2 separate regions of the Bos taurus genome follow, and region 1 is linked to region 2. Evidence: chromatin contacts called from public Hi-C data. All regions are on one chromosome and are shown on one strand. The core of a region is the stretch at or near the end of the contact, and the rest is flanking DNA. Distances in the headings are between cores, read along the strand shown.

Region 1 (5,024 bases), core at 1,149-3,648, 64 kb before region 2:
GTTTTCTCAACATAGTTCTAGAGGCTAGAAGTCCAAGATCAAGATGTCAGAAGGTATGGCTTCTTCTGGGGCCTTTCTCCTTGGCTTAGAGATAGCCATCTTCTTTTTGTGTCTTCATATGGTACTCCCTCTATATTTCTTTGTATCTTACTCTCTTTTTGTAAGGACATGAGACATACTGAATTAGAGTCCAGTCATATGACCTTACTCTACTTCATTAAAGACCCTAGATCCAGACACAGTCATCTTTGGAGGTAGTCAGGGTTACAATTTGAACATATGAATTATCGTGGGAGATAGAATTCAGCCATAACAGGTACTGTGAAGTAAAGTGCATTTTTTGTGTGTGTAGGAGACAAAAAAATTTCTTTTTAAAATAAGTTTTTTTTTGTTTGTTTGTTTTCTAAAGACATTGAGAATAAATTCAGAAGTTGCCTGGGCATGTGTAGTATAAAGTCTTGAACCATGGCCCATCATGGTGGGAAAATCGTGCCAGAGGAAGGAAGTCTCAGGCCCAGTGAAAACCCAGTGCTGGGGTATTCCAGAGATGCCTTGTAAAGATGTAAGCGATCACCTACTCACTTGAATTCTTCAATTGCCTCCATTGTTCAGGATGTCCCAGACAGCCTAGGGTGCTATAAGAGCGTGTGTAATAGACGTTCCCATCCAAAGAGGTCTCTGCTTTCTTGGCTCTTCCAGTGCTTATAAAATTTGTATTTGTATAAAAGGCAAAGCAATGTATACAATGTATGAAGCCTTGGTGCTCTAAAGTTCTAGATCTGTTTAGTTAAAATGCTAAAATATAATTTTTAGATCTTAATTATCCACTCCCTAAATGTGTGGTTCCTGGGAAATATCACCTCAATGGGTTTCACCCAAGGCCCTCAGTTTAGTTTTTGTAAAATCGCATGTTTCAGGAAAAGGGAAGATGAAGAATATAGAAGCAAAGCAGAGAGGTACACGTACATAGTGTGTGTATGTGTGTGTGTGTGTGTGTGTGTGTGTGTGTGTGTATGTGGTAATGGGTGTACTGATAAGGGAGCATAAAACCAAAAAAAAGCCAAATGTAAGCCATGGTGCTATCATGGGGGGAGACCATGTACCAGGGTTGAGGGTTTAGAATACTGCACCAGACACGTGATATTCTGAGTTTCTGTTTGAATGAATCTTCCAGTCTCCTGACTTTACTTTCAACAGGAGCAAAGATAATCACCATTTTGTGTGAAGTCTATGCTCTAAACCAATCACGGTGCCATTCCTTCAATAAGTCGTTTCTGAGACACTTTCGTGTGCACAGCACTGTCCAGAGCACCAGGCACCATGAAGAGGTATGAGATATACCACGACTTCCCAGGAGCTTGGAGTTGAGTTGAACAGACAGTGCATATACAAGTTCAAAGGTAAGCAACACCATGAAACTTGCAGCAATGAAAAGGCTGTCATAGGGTGATGGTTTATAAATGTCCCTGTAGAGTCCTAAAGGAAAGATTCGATCCTTCTAGAACTAAAGGCGGCAATAAGAGATGTGAATTCAGAGCTGTCCTGGTAGACTGGACTCAGGGCAAGGAAAAATGGAGAGGAGAAACTTCAAAAATGGAAAACGAGGATAAAATGGCCTAGCTGTTTTTGTTTGTTTTTCACTGGTTTGTTTTAATAGATTTCATGGATCAGATCTGGGATTCAGGAGAAAATCACTGAACACATTTATAATAAAATTCAAGTCAAATTTCAGTCAATCTCTCAGCTTCTAACAGGTCTTTCTTTCAGCCCCATCCCTACTCCAAACAAATAGGCCAACAAACATATGACTTAATGACCAGCTCACACTATGATCCCTGTCAGTGGGAAACTAGATCATGGCCAAGGGCATGGTCATTTAAAAGGGTCCAGTTTGGTCCTCAGTATAAACTGGTCATTACAGAACATGTGAGACTTGACCCTCCTGCAGGAACCTGCCCAGCGTGGCTAAAATTGGCCTCCTGAATTAGACATCGCTAAGGAGAGAAAATACACCATGGGCTGAGGGCCTTTCAAAAGTCTTTTCTTTCTGTAAAAGGAAATGAGGCCAAAGTCAGCAACCAGAGTAGACTCAAATTTATAAAAGCTATCTAGATTCTACCTCAGGAATGTGAAGGAAATTTAGGTCTCCCTTAAGCAACGTCTTTTTATCCAATTTGCTTTAAAAAAAAAAAAAAAAAGCTGTTTTGTGTTTGGGGTTACCATCCCTTTTCTGTTATTTTTGAAAAATCTGCTGCTTTAAAAATAAAAGCCTAGTATATGGAATATCAGAAGTGATGACTGTTTTAAACAAAGAAGCCCTTTTCTCCATCCTCTGTCGCAGGCCTCTGCACATGGGCGTGAGACCGATCTGCTCTTTGGACCTCAGAATGAGTGAGCACACTCGGGCGTGATCAGCCTGCCCTTTATCCCTCCGAGATCGAGGTGTTCCTCCATCCAGCCCAGGAGGCCAGCAAACCATTGTGCAATCTGTTCCACCCACACAGGCCCTATGGGATTGCTACACTGCCTTTTGCTTTTATTAGAAGGGAAAAATCAATCCTCCTAAATGGTAAGTCCGCTATTATAAGGAAGCTGAAACAGCTGCATGGCTTTTGGCTAGTGGCTAATTAGGCTTCCTTGTTCTTAGCTCTTCTGGAAACAGCCAGTTAGGAGCAGAGTCAAGGAGCCTAATCTCTCCCTTCTAGAACCTCTACCTTCACCTAACTCCTGTACTTCCCTGGCAATAAAACCGTCAGCGTAAAACCTACATCATGCCACGTTCTTGATGGCAGGCATACTCTTTCTGGCTTTTCCAATAGAGGTAGTGAACACAGAGGACTCCATTGACCAGCTAGAAAACTCCAATGTGTTGTGGATTTAATGGGGTCTATGCACCTTCCCAGGCACCCTGGCAGGGGTGACCACTGTCCTGGGAAAACAGGGATACTGTGACTCCATTCCAGCCTTTTGGTACCCCATGGGAACACTGACCCAGTGTTATTTTAGGAGTTTTCCAGGGAAGCTCAAACTCTACAGTTTAATGGGAGATGTTCTGATTTACCAAGGTTGGCTCCACTTTTTAAAACACTGTAAAAACCAGACAAAATACATTTGAGGGCTATGTTCAGCCTTCAGGCTGCCACTGTGAGACGTCTGCCATCTTAGATGGGACCAGCCCCTTCTGTCTGCATGGAGCTGACAGGTGATGGAAGTGTGTGGAGCTTCCAGCGTGAGCGCCTACCTGGTCACCTTCAGCACAGAGGTGTGGGTGCTGGCGTTAGCTACATTAGCTGGACTTTGCATTCTGTATTTGTACAAGAGATAACATGCTCACCACACACTGAGTTCACAGATGGTGAATGTCTGCTCTCCTCTGCCAGGGTATCAAGGAGGGAATAAAACAGGGCATGAATCTCCACTTCTTTCTTTCTTCCTCTGCTGGCTTAGTTAAGATGGTACCAGGACAGACTGAGCAGCCTAGGTGTCCCTGACTGGGTGGACTAGGGGGGAAAGTTGTGGGGTTAGCCATGTGGATAAACTCTCATTCTACCCAAACATCTGCAGGGATATCGTATTGCATGGGAACTGTAGAAAGTGGCTGTTTAGTCTGGGTGTCCTCTCCCTGCTGGGCTAGACACTGTCTCTCATCGATTGCTCCTTTTCAAGCCTCCTACATGCACAGAACACACACAGCTGCTGCTCTCTGGGTGCCCACTGCAGCTTCCTACTCTCACTTCCATTCACATACCAACATACTGGGCCTGGCATCAAAATTTCCACTGCCTCCTACCCAATCCAAATGTGTTCTAATCATCCAGTTCCAGAAGAGGGCAACTATGGACAGAAGTCACTTCAGCCTCTAGAGCTACACTCTCCGATGCAAATATCATGTGAGCCACAAGTGTAATTTTAAATTTTCAACTAGCCACACTTTAACAATACAGCCCGCATATTCTTCATAATCTATTTTATTTAATCCAATGTACCCCAAATATCATTTCAACGTGTAATTGATATTTTTAAAATTGTTAATGAGATATTTTACATTTTTTGTAGTCAGCCTTTGAAATCTGGTGTCTATTTTGTACTTAGAGCACTTCCCAATTTGTACTAGCTACATTTTAAGTTGTTCAAAAGTCTTATGAGGCTAGTGACTACTGTTTAGATGGCACAGCTCTAGAATGTAAGGAAAGAAATTTTCCTAATGTAGTGATCAAATTTCTACCTCCAAGTTTTTGTTAATGAGGAAATCTAATTGCCTAAAATATCCTAGAGTGACATATTTGAATAAAATTCAAAATGTTTTTGACAAATTAAAATGGTTCATTGATTCTTGCAAAGTGAATGTCAACTAGACTAAGTGTAAAATTCTATATTCAGGCTCATAGAAGTCAGGCATATAAATATAGTAGGAGGAGACTGGCTTGGCAGTTCATCTGAAAAGAAAAATCTGTGTTTAACTTGGTCACAATCTCCTAAGAGCTACATTGTGATAGGATTTTTTTTTTAAATCCACACAATCAATATAGTAACCCCACATACAGGAAATAATCAGTCAGAACTAGTGCTGAATTAAAGAGTGTGTCAGTTATGATTTTATTCAGGGCTCCAGACTATAAAATGCTTAACATACAGGATGTGTAAGAAGATGGAGAAAATGTCATTTACCAGATTTCTTGGCTGAACTTCATACTTTCTGATAAGTTCACTGGCATGAGGACTGAGGTCTCTAAGACATGTTTGAGTTATAATTGAGGGTCACTAACTAGCTTTCAAGGAGGTAGGTGCAGTTATCTATAGGACTGTGTTTGCCAGATAGGGTGTTTGTGATTGTGCAAGACCTGAACTGATCAGGCTAATAAAGAGGATCACCATTGTTGCTGGTCAACCTTCCAGCCCCACTCCATGTAACAGACACATATTTAGGGCATGTCCATTAGAACAGAAATAAAATTATTAACCTGAGCCTAGGGTAAAGAATCCACCTGTAATACAGGAGACACGAGTTCAATTTCTGGGTTGGG
Region 2 (4,833 bases), core at 232-2,731:
TCTCTCCGGGCTCCTCTGGGCTCCACGTGTGATGGAGGAACTAGCGGTCACCTGTGAACCCCGTGGCTGAAGAGTAAGACAAAGGCGGGGCCGACGGGACGGGTGAATGGCTCTGCAATCCCGTCCGCGCGCGTAGGGTGACTTTTCCCGGCTAGGACTTTGCCTAGGCAGTAGGAACTGTGCCAGGCGCCGGCGTCCAGCCCTCTGGCTGTAACGGGAAGCCGTGCAGCAGGCAAGTGCCTCTGCCCCCTGGCGCCCGTTCCCCCGGCTTCGGATGAAATTGTGACCCACCGCCCTCTTCCCAGCCCTTGGAACCCGGCCCTATCGCTCTGGGCGCGCAGCCTATCACGTGGCGCGGCGGTGCTGGGGGGGGGCGGGGGTGGGGGGGGTGGGACCGCGGCTCCGCGGTTATTGGTGGACGGCGCGCGTCTCGGGCGCGCCCATTGGCTGCGGGGGGCGTTCACGGGAAAGGGGGGTCTGGGAAGGCGTCCCGAGTGGGGAGAGGTGGCCTGAAAGTTAAAGGGAGCCGCGCGGCGGCTAGAAGTTGGAGTCCCAGGTGAGGGGCCGCAGGGAGGAGGCGGGAGGGCTGCTCTAGCGCACGGACGGATGCGGCTGCCCGCGGAGGGCGCCCACCTGAGCCCCGGCCCCCGCTCCTGCTGTCGCCGCCGCTGCCCCCGCCACCCTGGCTGGGATGCTGCCGCAGGCTGGCGCCTCCGCACCTCGGGGCTTATGAGCTGTACCAGGTACGTCCCCCACCAAGCCCGCAAGGCCAGGTGCCCGACCACAGAAACGGCGACGAGGGCACGCATCAGGGACCCCCTCTGGTGCCTGCCTCACACACTTTCTTAGGCCAGCTTGCAGTTACACTCTGGGCATGGGACACTCTAGAAGGGCTTGAGGAAACTGTTGCTTCCTCGTGGAGAGGGCAATGCAGGGACCAGAGGTTGGATGGAGCCTGGCCGGACCCACGTGATGCACCGATTGGGGGTCCTGGCCACGATGGGAGGCTGGGGCTGGGAGTCCAGACCACTCTTGGTCCCTACTGTGCCGAGTTCGAACCTGACACTAGGCTTTTCCGCCTGGGAACCGACACTCCTAGAGCTGAGCCCTGGGATCTTGAGCAGAAGGGAAAGTCGCTGCGTCTCTCACGCCGCCTCGATTGCCCGTTACAACGTAGGGAAACACTGGGTGATCTCTCAGGTCGCCGAGGGCTACGGGACACGGAGCGCACCGGCGGCTGGGGCCACTCGGAGCCGAGCCACCTCGGGTCCCCGGCCCCCAGACGGGCCGTCCTGGGCCGGCGGGGTCGAGGTGGCCGCGCGGGGACGCTCTCGCGGCGCCTCTCCGTCCGGGGTGGCCCCGCCGCCCCGCCCTGGTGTGATAACTAGGGCTCCTCCTCCTCGTCGTCTTCCTCCCCCTGCCGGTCACAACTCCGGGAACCCAGCCCAAGCCCTGCCTCCCGGACACACACCGAGGCTCACGTAGTCTGGTGGCGGCAGCCTCCCCTGCCACCTCCCTCCGGGTTCTCCGATGCAGCGAGCCAGCTGGAAAGGGGGCTTCCCCGCGGCCCCACAGGTGGGTTCCCGCCCGGCGAAGGATCTCTGGGAGGGGTTGGGGGCGGGGCGCAGCCCGGGCCTGGCTGGACCCAGGCGACAGTGACCTGTGGGATCTTTGAAGCCAGGACGCCCCGGCCTGCCCCCGTGTCCTGTTCCTGTCCGTTTTGAGTCCAGAGAAAGAGGTGTGGAAGCGACTCAGTGCAAAAGAGGGAGCAGAGAGCCCAGAACATACTAGAAGGTTTGGGCTCTCTCCTGGTATTGTTTGCTGCAGAAGAGGAGAAAATTGAGAACTTGGAGAGTTGCTAGAAGATGTTGGGGCCTGTGGTGTGTGTGGCCAGGCCTCCCTGGGAGACCCACGGCCCAGGAGAAGCCAGAGGAAGGCCTTCAGGCTGGGGTGCAGAGGAGAAGAGGAAATGGTTCATTTGGCAGGGTTGTCCAGGAGCCAAGACTAAAGTGAAGACAGCTGGAGGATTTACCCCAAAAGTAAAGTTGAGGTATTTAGGGAAAAGTTAGTGGGAAAAGAAGAACCATCAGGCAATATCAGCAACCCAGAATGTCAGAGCTCAAAGGGATCTCAGGGGAGAAGCTCAAGCCCAGAGAGTTTGAGTAATTTGCCCTGAGTGCCACAATGGCACCCCACTCCAGTACTCTTGCCTGGAAAATCCCATGGACAGAGGAGCCTGGTAGGCTGCAATCCATGGGGTCGCTAAGAGTCGGACACGACTGAGCGACTTCACTTTGACTTTTCAGTTTCATGCATTGGAGAAGGAAATGGCAACCCACTCCAGTGTTCTTGCCTGGAGAATCCCAGGGACGGGGGAGCCTGGTGGGCTGCCGTCTATGGGGTCGCACAGAGTCAGACGTGACTGAAGTGACTTAGCATAGCATAGCCACAGCCACGTGTAGGCATTCCTAGGCCAGTGTGCTGTATTTCATATTGGACACTTCTAGATGCAAACACTGTGCCATTTTAACTTATCTCTTTCCTATAACATGCAACCTCATCCACAGATATTTATCTCAGAGATGCTTTGGATGGCGGTGACAGAATAGAGGAGTCCAAGTGGCATCTAGGGCTGCGAATAACAGCCCCATGGTCAGAGTACCATGGGAAAGATGCCAACTTTGTTCACACTATGGCAGCCAAACCTTTTGGGAGCAAATAGAGAAATGCCAAAGGCGTAGGTGGCCACATCTTTAAAACAAAAATTATACCTGGTAACTTGGTTGTCAACGCTTAGCTTCACAACGTAGCTTCAGTGTTCCTGGTGAGTTATTGGTGCGTCTGATATTTCTGTCTTTTCTTATCAGAGTGCAAGAGAATGGGGGAGGCAATGTGTTGGCCTCAATACAAAAGAAAAAGATTTGCCTTCTATAAAAGGCACAGCCAGAGAGTCAGTAGTTCAGCTGCTTGAAACTGTGAAGGTTATAGGGTTATTTTCTGTACAAGTTGATAGATTTTAGAGAAGAATCACCATTACACGTAACCCTTGCCAGCTGTCTTGAGAGGGTGTGTTGTTTGTTACTAGTGGAACAGGGAAAACTTTTATGCAAAACTCTCCATGTTCTTTCTGATTTGCATGGAGTGTTAGGGTTTGTCCTCTTTTTGACCAGAAACACTGAAATGTACCCTTAGACACGTCCAGTCTCTCATGGGGCAAGACTGATCTCCTAGGCATCTATTTGGAAGCAAAAGTTTTGAGAATCCCTGCTGGTCTGAGTAACAGCTACTCACAGTCTCGTGACCTTGTCCTGCAAAGAACTGGTATCCAGGTCCGATGTCATCTCTGCTGGTTCAGTTGTGTGTCCACATCTCCTTCTGGTTTTTTTTTTCCCTGACCAACCTTGGTGACTCATATTACCTGGCTTGGGCGAGGGAAAGGGCAGAGCTCCCAAAGAGTCTCTCATAAGAGAGGGCATGAGTACAGCCCAACGCATCCTGTGTTGGAACTGATCATTTTCATGCCATTTAAGGATTAAAGCACCTATCCAGGTGCCTGCCTTTCAGGAACTTAGGAAGCTCTGATTACCTTGCGTGTCTCCAGTGACAGGAGTGTGTCTGGGTGTTGGTCATCGTGGTCAGGGTCCATCAGGGAGTTTCTGAGCAGAAGATCAGGAAGGCTTACACCAAACCAGCACTTTGGTGCACCAGTTCTTGGAGAATGATCTGGTGAATAAAAACTGGAATCTACCTGTGAGGACAGACAAGGGAGCCAAGAGTCAGACTGCACCCTCTGTTGAGGCCACAGGGGTTAGTGACCTCCCCTCCAGCGCTGGCGACACTGAAAAAGTGAAGGGATTCTGGGCCGGAGCCCAAGAGGAACACCTGGGCCCCCAGGTGGTTCACCTTCCTTTTGCCTTTCGTGGAGAAAGTCACACAACCAATTCCACTCTGGAAAGTGCCAGTGGAATTGTTTGTTTAGTTCCAGTCCACCGTGCCAGTGGAGTCTGGCTCTGACTCCAGCCTTACCTCCTTAACCCCCCAACCCCCTGTTCTTAAAGCTCGATGATAAAAGGGATCCCAGGGGTACATTTATACCTCTGGGTCCAAATACTGAAACTTTACCAAGGCTTTCAACTAAGCCTCTCCAACTGGCGGGGTTAGAACTTGAGAGCAATTGCAGTTGACTGCAAGTGTGCAGGAGAAGGCAATGGCACCCCACTCCAGTACTCTTGCCTGGAAAATCCCATGGACAGAGGAGCCTGGTAGGCTACAGTCCACGGGGTCGCTAAGAGTCAGACACGACTGAGCGACTTCACTTTGACTTTTCACTTTCATGCACTGAAGAAGGAAATGGCAACCCACTCCAGTGTTCTTGCCTGGAGAATCCCAGGGACGGGGGAGCCTGGGGGGCTGCTGTCTATGGGGTCGCACAGAGTCGAACACGACCGAAGCGACTTAGCAGCAGCAGCAGCAAGTGTGCAATTGCTTTCGCTGATCTGCTTGTGTCAGAATTCTGTTTCCAAAATATTTTGAGAGCTCCCCAATCATTTTCTAATGATCTGTTTTAAGGTGGTGCGGGAAAGCACGTAGAGAGCCTGCAGTTGACCTTGTGCTGACTCAGGCCAGGAGGAAGCTGCTGTGGCCGAGGAGGAACCCTTCCTCCCTTAGTTCATACCCAGGTTGTCAGGGGTGGGCAGAGGAGGAAGGGCTGGGATATGTGGCTTTGCCTGCTGTTTGGTTATTTTTAATTAACAATTCATTCAAAAAACAAAAGCTACCTGTGTTAAAAGTAGAACTGAATGATTCCAATGCATTCTAACAGAGTTTTGCAAT

The links. A called contact is a pair of places that touch in the nucleus more often than the background predicts.
Region 1: a Hi-C map of liver shows a contact between it and region 2, with 4 times the contacts expected there. The contact joins the enhancer-like site here to the promoter of PPP1R3B in region 2. A contact is called at or near these places in 2 of 11 Hi-C or Micro-C datasets (liver and skeletal muscle).

The regions. Positions count from the first base shown.
Region 1 is chr27:25,250,270-25,255,293 of ARS-UCD2.0, reverse strand. No RefSeq gene overlaps it. Among named protein-coding and RNA genes, the nearest start is that of PPP1R3B, 64 kb to the right of the region's middle. Within about 2 kb of position 2,398, at least 14 of the 102 cell types and tissues checked have an H3K27ac peak or open chromatin away from gene starts, as enhancers often do. A contact at or near this core is called in liver and skeletal muscle, where this site is marked.
Region 2 is chr27:25,185,923-25,190,755 of ARS-UCD2.0, reverse strand. It overlaps PPP1R3B (protein phosphatase 1 regulatory subunit 3B), which reads left to right and starts at 1,481. Exons shown (of 2, transcript NM_001103247.1): 1 at 1,481-1,575.